3 separate regions of the Mus musculus genome follow, and regions 1 and 3 are each linked to region 2. Evidence: chromatin contacts called from public Hi-C and promoter capture Hi-C data. All regions are on one chromosome and are shown on one strand. The core of a region is the stretch at or near the end of the contact, and the rest is flanking DNA. Distances in the headings are between cores, read along the strand shown. Region 1 holds the start of 3300002A11Rik (RIKEN cDNA 3300002A11 gene). Region 2 has its middle 19 kb from the start of Gm26839. Region 3 overlaps Efcab11 (EF-hand calcium binding domain 11).

Region 1 (3,745 bases), core at 967-3,466, 200 kb after region 2:
TGGCAGAAGTGTTTCTATTGCATCTTGGCTATGGTCTTCCCTGCAGCTTAGGACATGCTGTGCACTGGTCTCCTGGCTCAGGGCTCAACTGAGAGCCTTGGATGAAGAAGGTCAGGCCAGCCCTCCCACCTGCAGCTTGGTGGGTGCTTTGATGGCTTCTTTTACTTCAGTGTGGTAACTCACTGTCTTCCCGGCTCTGCCCACACCTTACCTTTTTAAAGTACACCATGCATCATACTCCACAGGAAGAGATAGAGGGTGTAGAACCTGCTTTACTTGGAAAGTCTGGTCAAACCCTGCAAACTATGCCAGACTTAAAAACATGTACAGGAAAGGAAATAAATGACTTTGAGATCTTTGACTGCCCAGATCATTAAACCCTACAGATATATCTTCAGCATAGATGCTCTGGGACCAGGGACCAGGTGACCGGCATGGTTCTGGGTATGGCCTTTGACCATGAATGACTTTGTAGGACTGCCCTGACCCCAGAACACTGGGAATGGTTCATTCTAGGTGTCCTGCTGCTGTTACACAGGCTTGAGAACTATTTACGAGTGCTGTGAACACACAAGGCTTGTAAGAACACTACTTGGTGACGTGATAACTGAAATGCAGACTAGGAAAATTCTTCAAAGATTTTTTTTTTTTGGAATGGCTTAGATTTAGTGGTCCTTCCATGTGATCTCCTTGTAATTTGCTGCCTCTCTGTGTTAGTTTAAAGGTTTTCATGTTTGCTTTTCTCAATGTTGGAAGACACCACCAGGCTTTGTAGAGGAGAGTGAGGGAAATTACAAAGGAAGCATGGGTGGGGTGGGACTAGGTCATTTAGCTTCTTTTCGTTCCAAATCCGTAAATATTTACTGTTGACCTTCTCAAATGGTTTGGGTACACTGACCCAGTTGAAAGCAGGGCAGGCGAGAGCAGCTGTTCCCCACCCCCACCCACTGTTAAAGCTGATCTCAGACCAATTGCCTCCAGCCAGCCCAAAAGTGGCCTTCAGGGAAAGCTGCCCCCTTCCCCCCAGGGAACAGTTTTAGCCAATTTACACTTTTAAAGTGTGACCTCTTCTAAAGATTCCTAGAGACAAGAGCAGATTGCTGTGAACTGAAGGACACCCCCCCCCCATAAAAATAAAAAATACTTTGAATTCTGGCTTAGGTTTGCTATTGTTGCCAGGTCTTTTGTTTCTGAGGGGAAGGTAATTATAAATTCCATTCCAAGCATAAATGTTCTTTTGTGAGCAAGGGGGACGGGATACCAAAAACAATGAGTGGATTACGTTTCCATTTTTGTAAGATCGTGCCAAGATAATGTGGTTTAAAACAGCTGGGGTTTTTAGAGCAGAGATGGAGCTTCGAAAGGTCTTCTCAGCGCCCATGAACGTCAGCCAAGTTAGAGACTTCTGGACGAGTCTGAATATTCCTCCAGATTCATACTGAGAAATAAGGGATTTTGGGTTGGGGGTAGTTCAGATTTGACAGTCATGTTATTGCATCAACATAATCTGGTAGCTACATGTTCATCTGACCTCATCTACTCGGGGCAAAGAGGAGCAGAGAGCATTTAATGGTGTCCTGTTGTCAGCCTGAGAAATCATTAGCAAATGAACAGGAAACTTTGGAGAATAACTACAATATAGCCCTGTATTTGCCTACCACAAAATTCTCTGTACTGTATTAATATGTTTTCATTTTAATTTTTCTTTGCAGAGTATTGGGAAAGGGTCATTGTGGTGCATCGACCCAGAGTATAGACAAAATCTAATTCAGGCTCTGAAAAAGACACCTTACCACCCACCTCCTACTCCTCAGGCTTATCAAAGGTAAGTGACTCGCACTATCGGGGGTTTTTGTTTTCTTAAAGTCTCCTGGAATTTTGTTATTTTAGCAGAGACAGTCTCTAAAACTAATTTAGTAGGCCGTATGAATGTTTTAAAAATAACTACAGACTAATGGGAAAAAGAATTAAGTCTGATGAGGAGGCACATCCATTGGCTATGCATTTCCTGGGAAGCTTACCGCTTCTGTAGCTCCGACTGAGCGGGTGTGGCTCCGGAAGGGCTCCTGGTAGGTAAATAGCGTCTTCCTGGGTAGAATCGGTTACAGAGGAAAGTGGACAGCTTTTCTATCTCTGCGGGTCACGCTTTGTTGGAATAAGAGCGGTGAGGCACACAGGTGATTCCACCTTCCCATGGCCTGCCTCTAGAGATGTGGAAAGAAGGCAGGCTCGGTTGTTGTCATCCGGTTTCCATGTCGACAGGCTCCTGAGTGATGGGTTTGTTGTGGTTACTAAGTGTTTGTCTTGAGAACCATGGCCACTTTCCCTCCTCACGTGTCTGGCTGTCATGAGACTGAGGTCATGAGTGCATTTTTACAAATATACAATGGGAGGGGTGTTAGGTAGATTGTCACAGTTTAAAAAGCATGTCAGTGCTAAGTTAGAAGAAAGGGCCTTACAGAACAAAGAGCCGGATTTCAACCTGTGGATGGAGTCTTAGCTCTTCACGGTGCTTGTCATCAGGCCCACTAAGAAAGTTTGAAAATTACTTTATTTAAGTGTACAGCTGTTTCACTTTCATTTATGTCTGTGTAGCATTTGAATGCTTGGTGACTGTGGAGGCCAGAAGAGGGCATTGCATCCCCTGGAACTGGAATTACAGGCGATTTGAGCCACTGTGTCAGTGCTAGGAATTGAACCTGGATCCTCTGGAGGAGCAGCCGGTGCTCTTAGATCACTAAACCATCTTTCCAGTCCCCTACCAAGAAGTTCTAGAAGGCATGTAGCAGCATTTCCTTTGTTAACTGGTTAAGAGAAACTGCCAGTGGAGTAGACATTTATGTTAATTGGGAATGGCCCGGTGTCAGAAGGCTGGGGAATTTTACAGTCCACTTGCAGATTTTTCTGTTCTGATGTTTATTCTGCAGGAGGGCACACAGAGTGAGCCTTCCAACGTGGCATTAATGAAGTTCTTGTGCGTTCCATCACAGACCCTAGACAATCAGTCTCCGGCAAGAGACGGGAGAAGCAGCTGGGCTCTATGAGAAGACTGCTGTATGTCTGCCTTTGCTAGGCGATTAGCGTGATGGTAGCCATAGTAACTGGAGTGTCTCCATAGTAACGCGTAGCTGAGACAGGTGCACTTGCATCACAAGGCTGTTTGTTGCCTGGCAAAAGGACAGGCCATTAGTACTTAGACATAAGCTGTTGCCTTAGAAACAAATAACCCTACATAGCAACTACAGTTGGTTCGCAAGGGTATTTTTGGGGGGCTGGGGGAAGGAAGGTTGTAGCTGCTTTTGTCTGTGTTCATAAAAATCAGTGGAAGCATACTTTATTTGAAATGACAACTCGAGGTCATATAGCTGTAGGAGGAAGAGATGGGATTTTCCAGAGCAGCCTAGCCTACATTGTAGGAATGTCCAGAAGGGGAGAGCCATATGCCTGCCTCTCTTCTTGTGATGGTAGCCATTCCTGAAATAGAAGCTGGGATTGGGGTTAGAGAGTTGCTTTTTTATGGGGTTGGTGGGGAGCCTGGCACTAATTATTGCAATACTGTCGATATTCAGTTTCCAAGCCCACCCCACTAGTTTCTCTAGTTTCTCCCTTAGAAGTATGTCACACCCGTTTGCTTCTAGCAAGTTAAAAATGTAAGTGTTATTCACTGGGTCGTGTCATTGGTTCATTTAGGCCAGTGCCTTGTTGCCAAATGTGACCCCCAGGGAAACACTGCAATTATTTAATA
Region 2 (3,341 bases), core at 720-3,219:
AATAAGAACTTGGGGAGAAAGCTAACTCCCCAAAGTCTGGAGAGAGCTCTGTGGCGGATCACAGAGGCACAACAGTGTTGTGTTGAAACAAGCCCCTCTGTTTCCTGTGGGTTGCTACGAGACTTGGTCACTCAGATGCCAGCATTTGTGGAGGTCTCAGTATGCTGGCCCTATTGAGAGGGAGCAATGCTGATACAGCCCACCATGGTGAGCATTAGTGGAGGGAGTAGAGGTAGACAAGTTACTTCAAGTGTGGGAAGACCGTTGCTGTTGACGTTGGTTGATGTAGTGTTCGTCAGACCCTGGGGTATTTGTAGGAGATAAAAGTAGGCTATGGAGACAGCAGAGAGAAGGAGTAACTGGGCAAGGCTGGAACGCATGTAAGAAGCCGGAGATGGTCCTGTGTATCTGCAATCCCAGCACTCCTGTTGTGAGATGGGAAAGGGGTGGGGGGATGACACTTCACATGGCAAGCCTGGACCATGTGGCTCAGCAGAAATCAGAGAGGCCTAGCCTCAATGAGGTAGAAAGACAGAATCAGCCTCTGAGAGTTGTCTGCTGGCCTCCACGTGTGTGTGCACACAATACACACACACACACACACACACACAGAGAGAGAGAGAGAGAGAGAGAGGGAGAGAGAGAGAGAGAGAGAAGAGCTAGGTACCGTTCCCATCTTTTAGGAGCCCCGTACTTCCTTTCCCTTTATTGACTTTAGGTTTTGCTTAAGCAGGCAGACCTTCTACCTCCAGGCCAGAGTTTAGCAAATCTACAACCAAGGCGCTCGCCAGCTCTGAAGGAGTCCCAGGGCTGCAGGACATCTCAGCTTGACTGGACCCCGGCTGCTGGCCTCAGTGTCCCCCAAGTTAACGCATTAATCCCTTTGTTGTTAGGCTCCCCGTTGCCAGTGCTTCATTTTTATGTTCTGTTGCTTAGAAAACGACAGTGACATATGGACGGAAGTTAAATTGTTGGAATCATATTCTGTTTTCTTTTCGCTGAGTGGTTTTCTTTCTCCCATGCCATGTACTATGGATGGGAAAGTCCCCTGACATTGCTGTAACTCTGATCTATTATCCACCTGCTAGGATGTAAACACTGTGCATGTGGCAAATCGCTTTATATGCCAATAAAGCCTGTGTTTTGGAAAAATGTCGGACTGTTTGTATCCAAAACATTGTTTGGAATCAAGTTCTCTAAAACAGGCAAATTAAGAATAGGAAGTGATATCCTGAATAGCATCATTAAAATTCCAGGAAAGGACAGACATCTTGCAAATGCAAGATGTGGTGAGGCTATAATTAGGCAGCAACCACACCACTGGTCTGCTTGAGAATACTGCTTCTCCTTAGACTCTGTTCCTGTCTGACCAAGAAGAGTCACTGTAAGGATGATCCAACAGGCAGGGCTAGCCTTCTCAAAGGCTACTACACCAGGCCCTTCACTACTGTGGCTTTTTCTTTTATAAAATAGGGGATAGAATTTTGTACAAAAGAGCAGAGTATAGCATTTTAAAATAAACTAGAGGAAGAGAAGGAGGCATACGGCTTGTCATATAGAGCTTGTCAGGTTTTTTTCTCCACTCCAAAACTTCCCAGACATGTATTAGTATACACACACACACACAAAATCTGTCTTATTTACTAAATCTCAGGGCATCAATGACATACAGGACCTGACAGACTGACATCATAGTGAGTTCCATCTTGCTGATGCCGTGAGGTACTGAGTGTCCCTGCCCCAGTGAGCATTTGTTCCTTTCTCTCTTTAGCATCAAATAGCACAAAGGAAAGAGTCAAGAACTAATAATTTTCCTATGGGCACCGTGGTCTTTAAGTGTGTATTTTTAGCAGAGGGCGTCCTTTGTTGTGGTTAGGTTGACCAAACATTCTGCTTTGTTTGTGGTGCTTCTGGTCTGTGCCCGCAGACGCAGTGAGGTCCCCACTGATGTCTATTTTTATCTCCCATCAGCGTCCTCATTTGCATGATAAGTTTTGCTCACCTAGCTAGCTCGCTCGCTCGCTCGCGTGGGCTGTCAGTGTGTCTAACATTAGCAGATGTAGTTTGTTCAGGTCTCCTCTTCTGCAGAGAAAAGTTGCTTACAATCAAAAAGAAGAAACAAAACAAAACCGGAGTCCTGGAGATCCATCAAGGCATTGAGGAACAAGGTTGAAGGTGAAAACCCACAGAAGGGAAGCTGAGCCTCTGGGCCTGTTTCCTGTTACTAGTGTGACTTTGTTAACCAATATCCATAATTCATATATCCAGAGGGCTAAAATGTAAGACAAACAATTGACCTTTTGGAATACTTGCTGCGGTTAAATCCCAGGAGAGCATGCTTTCTGGGGTGATAGAAACGACCTAAGATTGGATTCAGAGAAGGCTATGATGGTATGATTGGATTCATGAAAACCATTAAATGAATCCTTGTAGTTGGTGACTTTAATGGCGTGTAAATGGCTTCTTGTACTCCAAGGAAGTGTTTTCGGAGGCGAAATGGATGGATTCAATAAAGGGGATGCCAGTGAAGAGAGAATTGGTGACTTAGAAGATGGAGCAGAAGGAAATAAAGCCCAAGGCTGGAGTGTACTTCTGTGGGGCCCTGGAGTCTGTCCTCAGTGCCAAAGTAATAATGAGATAGCAACAAGAACAGTGACACCGGGAGGTGGCAGCACAGACAATAAACAAGATCATGAAGACATAAAATGTGGTAGGAATACCCCACAGATATGTAACTGTATATTCATCAAGAGAGAGAAAATGAGACAGAAGAGGTGTTTGTGGGGGGCAGTGTTTCAGGTTTTGTTGTTTCTGTTCTATTTTGTTTTGTTTTGTTTTGTTTTGAAGCAAGCTCTCCCACCGTAGCCCTGGCTGGCCTAGAATTCTCTATGTACAACAAGCTGGACTGAATTCACAGAGGTCCACCTGTTTCTGCCTCCCGAATGCCAGGATTAAATGCACGTGCCCCCATGCCCAGCTTCAAGTTTCTGTAACCCTTATTTATTTACTGTGGGTGTATGTGTGCGTAGGGAGGGGCACATGCTGTGACTGTGTGTGAAGGTCAGAGGGCACTTTATGAGATTTGGCTTTCTCCTTAAACCATGTGGGCCCTTGGGATTGAACTAAAGTTGTCAGGCTTGGCAATGTGCAACTTGACCTGCTGAGCCATCTCACAGGCCCAGAGAATGTTGGGGAAGCCCTAAGATATGGAACAGTGTACATACATATATACATATATATGTGCTCGTGCACACATACTCTAGCATTGTACAATTCTGAAAACAAACAGTAGTTAGAGTTAGGACCAGCAACTATTTGCCTTAATGGAGCCACCATGAGAC
Region 3 (3,577 bases), core at 1,054-3,553, 200 kb before region 2:
GAAAAGGGGGCCTAAGGGACCTTCCTCATTTCTAGCCCCATTGGCAGAAGTGTATATAGCTTTTGAATGGCCAGCAATGTTCTACAACCTAGCTCTTCTTGTGTGTGTAAAGTGGGACCAAGATGGATTTCTGACATGGGTCTTAAGATCTCTGAAAGGCTAGAATTAGTATCTGGGCAGAACACTGAGACCTCGTTTTCTGCCCTAGTTGGGAAAGTAGCTTTGCACTTCTGGGACCAGCTTCATTTGTAAACCACATAGTGGGCCAGGCTATTCTCTAAGTCTCTTGAAAAAAACCAATGGCTGTGTATCATTGTCCTGGGGAGAGAGCTGGAACTTGGAAACAGAACAAGCCGGTTAGTACCAGTTCTCCCAGCGTGGGTATGGCGGGTGTGCTGGCAGGTGTGAAGTCTTGAAGGGCTCCCTTTCGGAGTCTGGAAGGTTGGGCACAGTGAAGCACTGGAGACACTTTACCTCAGGGTGTTTGCGCTCCAGAAATTAAACGCCTGAGCAGCTGAGCACAGGCTCTAGGTAGTTTCTATGCCTGTGGTTTGATTCCAAATTTTCGCAAGTGTTCTTAGTGGTCTCTCTCTCTCGCCGCCTAGAAGCTAACTTCAGAGAGACCTCTAGTATTATTACTAGAGAGCCTCAGGGAGCCATAGAGTCAAGCCATGCAGTCTCTGAAGGAAACTGCAGCAGGAGGACTTGCACAGACCCAGTCCCAAGACGGGACTCCTTCTCTGTCAGACGCTTCTATAGAAGTTCTGTCTGGAGCATCTTCTCTTTCATCCCATCTTTATAAACTAGTATCATGTGAGGCCCCTGAGTGCCGACGGCCTTTCCTTTGTTGTCCATCTCTCTCAGGATGATTTGACCAAATCAGGAGTTTTCCCTTAGCTGTCACCTGCAGACACAAAATGGGAAAGAGGTGTTTGTGTGTGTAGTGCGGTAACAAGGGCTCCTTAGGGAATATTCTAGAACTAGAGAAATGTCTGAAAGAAAAACCAAACATTCCTACCTAACCAAGGCGATGACTGCTCACATTTGGTACTTTCTTCTTTCCTGGGTCCAAGTTTTCTGTTGTTAAAATAAGGCAGCGTTTTGTGTACCATGCCTTTCAATCATTTGTCAGATTTGCTGTATAAATAGCCCTACAATAAACAGGTTTCTATTTTTTCTGATTATTGTCTCAGAAGTTTCTAGATGTTGACATGCAGCTTTAGGGAGCTGGGGTTACTTTACATCCCTGTGGTCTGACGCTTCTTGCCCAGTGGCCTGATTAGTGGATCCCACCGCTCAGCCCCAAGGCGTGGGCCTCTCCCCATGCTCTTGCTAATGATACGGCCTTTTTCATTTCTCAGATCTTTGCTAACTTAATGGGAAAATATTATTTCATGATTGTGTTTCATTTTACTAATTATAGGTAATATTAAAAGTGTCCACATTGCCTACTAGCCTTCTCTCTTCCCTTTGTTTCCTAAATTGTCTGTTTGTGTCCTCTACCTGTTATCTCCATTAGTAGAATATTTACCAGTTTCTTTTTTTTTTTTAATTTTATGAATCCTTTGAGAATGTGTCTTGATTGTATTTGTCACCCATCCATCCCAGATCCACCCTCCGCCCCTCCCACCACTTCCCATCTCTTTAATTTTTTAGAAGAGACTATCTTACAGCAGATATCACAGTCCTCAGCCTCTGACAGTCTTTCTACCCCCTGAGCCTTTAGTGCAGACGCTGTGTTCTAAATGTCTTTTGTGGGGTGGGGGCACCCCACAGTCAGACAATCCCTGCATTTTGAACAGTTGTGGATCTCTATAGTAGTTTCTGTCTACTACAGAAAGGAGTTTCCTTGAGGAGGGGTGAGACCTACACTTACCTGTGTCTGTAAGGCTAACTATGAAGAGCGTGGTTAGAGATTACTCTGGTTTAGGAAAGTGTCAGGTCCCATGGCTCACCAGCCATAGGCAGTTACAGTGCCAGACATAAACGTCCTCCCACTGAGTGGGCTTGAGGTCCTGTTAGGGAGCTGCTGGTCATCCGCAGTCCGGAAGTACCACTTTTGCACCTTGAGGAATGGCTTGAGGTGCTGGCCGTCGTTAGAGTCCGTAGATGTTGCATCTGAGCAGGACTGCTGATTGCTTTCTGCCTTGGGAGGTTGCACAGCTGCTTCCTGTCCTCTGAGAGCTTGTCCTCAGAAAGGAGGCTTCCGGGTCAAATTCAGAGCAGTTCCTCCAAGTCCTATCGCCAAAGTCAGTGGTATCTTCAGCAAACAGGATCTTCTTACCTTCTTTTCCTGGGAGGCGCTAGGGGCAGCAGTGTAACCAGCAACTGAAGGGAGGTTTCCCATGCCTGGCACCACTGGGTGTCAGTCTATGTTTGGGAGGAATGAATATATATAATGTTCTGTGTGTGTGTGTGTGTGTGTGTGTGTGTGTGTGTGTGTATACATATATATTATATATGTATATATACACACACACATATATATATATATATGTATATATATATATGTGTGTGTATATATATAATGTGCTTTTAAATCATACTTCCCTGTGACTTTTAAAAACAACATCACTGTCATTTATTTCTCTTCCTTCTTCTCCTCCCTCCTCCCCCCCAGGTAAGTCTCTGCCACTGTTTTTTCCTACTGGTTTCCCCCCGCCCCTCCATCACAGCCATGTCCTACTAGTTTCCTCTTCCTGCTCCTTTTCTTTTTCTTTTTTTTAAAGATTTATTTATTTATGTACTTGAGTACACTGTAGCTGTCTTCAGACACACCAGAAGAGGGCATCAGATCCCATTACAGATGGTTGTGAGCCACCATGTGGTTGCTGGGAATTGAACTCAGGGCCTCTGGAAGAGCAGTCAGTGCTCTTAACCTCTGAGCCGTCTCTCCAGCCCCATTCCTATTTTTATTACAACCCGCTTTCTGGTTTATTATTTCCATCTCATTTTTACAATGGCTTCTTGATAACTTACCTTTTTTATTTTATCACATTGTTATTCATCTTATTTTTATGGACGTGCACATGTGTGGACATACTTGTGCTACCGTCTGTATGTGGAAGTCAGCGGACAACTTGCAGGGATTGGTTCTCTCCTTCCATTGCGTGGGTCCCAGGAACAGAACTCAGATCATCAGGCTGTCTCAGCAGCCCATTCTCACGTTCTGTTTGCTCAGGTCTGTAGTCTTTGCCTTCACAGTTTATTCTGTCTGTTTTCACTAAGAAAGTTTTCCTTGTCTTGCTAGGTTACAGTTCACTTCCCTTTGCATGGTTGATATGAATTTTAAAAGTGTTTAGCGCTTTCATGTATCTGAAATTTATTTTGGTACATACCGTGGAGTGAAGAACTAAACACTTTATTTCCAACTAGCTTGTAGCTGGTCAGTTTTTCTTTGGGGGGGTGGTGCAGAAAGGGGGAACGGGAGGGGGAGAGGGAGAGAGCAGGCATGTGTGCATAGTGTCTATCTTACGTGCTAATGAGTTAGCTTTGATTTTTGGTTTTGGTTTTGGTTTTGGGTATTGCTTTGGGTTTGGTTTGGTTTTGTTGTACAAGGCAGGGTCAGCCTATGTTT

What was found. Promoter capture Hi-C pulls out the DNA fragments that hold promoters and counts their contacts. A called contact is a pair of places that touch in the nucleus more often than the background predicts.
Region 1: a contact with region 2 is called in a promoter capture Hi-C map of liver, with 3 times the contacts expected there. The contact joins the promoter of 3300002A11Rik here to the enhancer-like site in region 2. A contact is called at or near these places in 9 of 39 promoter capture datasets (cranial neural crest, embryonic stem cells, frontonasal cranial neural crest and 5 more), 5 of 484 Hi-C or Micro-C datasets (B cells, embryonic fibroblasts, granulocyte-monocyte progenitors and 1 more), 1 of 115 datasets of contacts at active chromatin or transcription factors (embryonic midbrain) and 1 of 9 other capture datasets (adipose tissue).
Region 3: a contact with region 2 is called in a Hi-C map of CD4 T cells, with 1.6 times the contacts expected there. The contact joins two enhancer-like sites.

What each region holds. Positions count from the first base shown.
Region 1 is chr12:99,339,502-99,343,246 of GRCm38.p6, reverse strand. It overlaps 3300002A11Rik (RIKEN cDNA 3300002A11 gene), which reads right to left and starts at 2,216. Exons shown (of 3, transcript NR_166805.1): 1 at 2,022-2,216. It overlaps Foxn3 (forkhead box N3), which reads left to right. Exons shown (of 6, transcript NM_183186.2): 3 at 1,713-1,825. RefSeq lists an enhancer at 1,976-3,745.
Region 2 is chr12:99,543,314-99,546,654 of GRCm38.p6, reverse strand. It overlaps a transcript of Foxn3 not described here. Among named protein-coding and RNA genes, the nearest start is that of Gm26839, 19 kb to the left of the region's middle. Within about 2 kb of position 1,969, at least 35 of the 459 cell types and tissues checked have an H3K27ac peak or open chromatin away from gene starts, as enhancers often do. A contact at or near this core is called in B cells, adipose tissue, granulocyte-monocyte progenitors and 1 more, where this site is marked.
Region 3 is chr12:99,740,482-99,744,058 of GRCm38.p6, reverse strand. The region is part of intron 5 of Efcab11 (EF-hand calcium binding domain 11); the gene reads left to right. Among named protein-coding and RNA genes, the nearest start is that of Gm19951, 99 kb to the right of the region's middle. Within about 2 kb of position 2,303, at least 13 of the 459 cell types and tissues checked have an H3K27ac peak or open chromatin away from gene starts, as enhancers often do.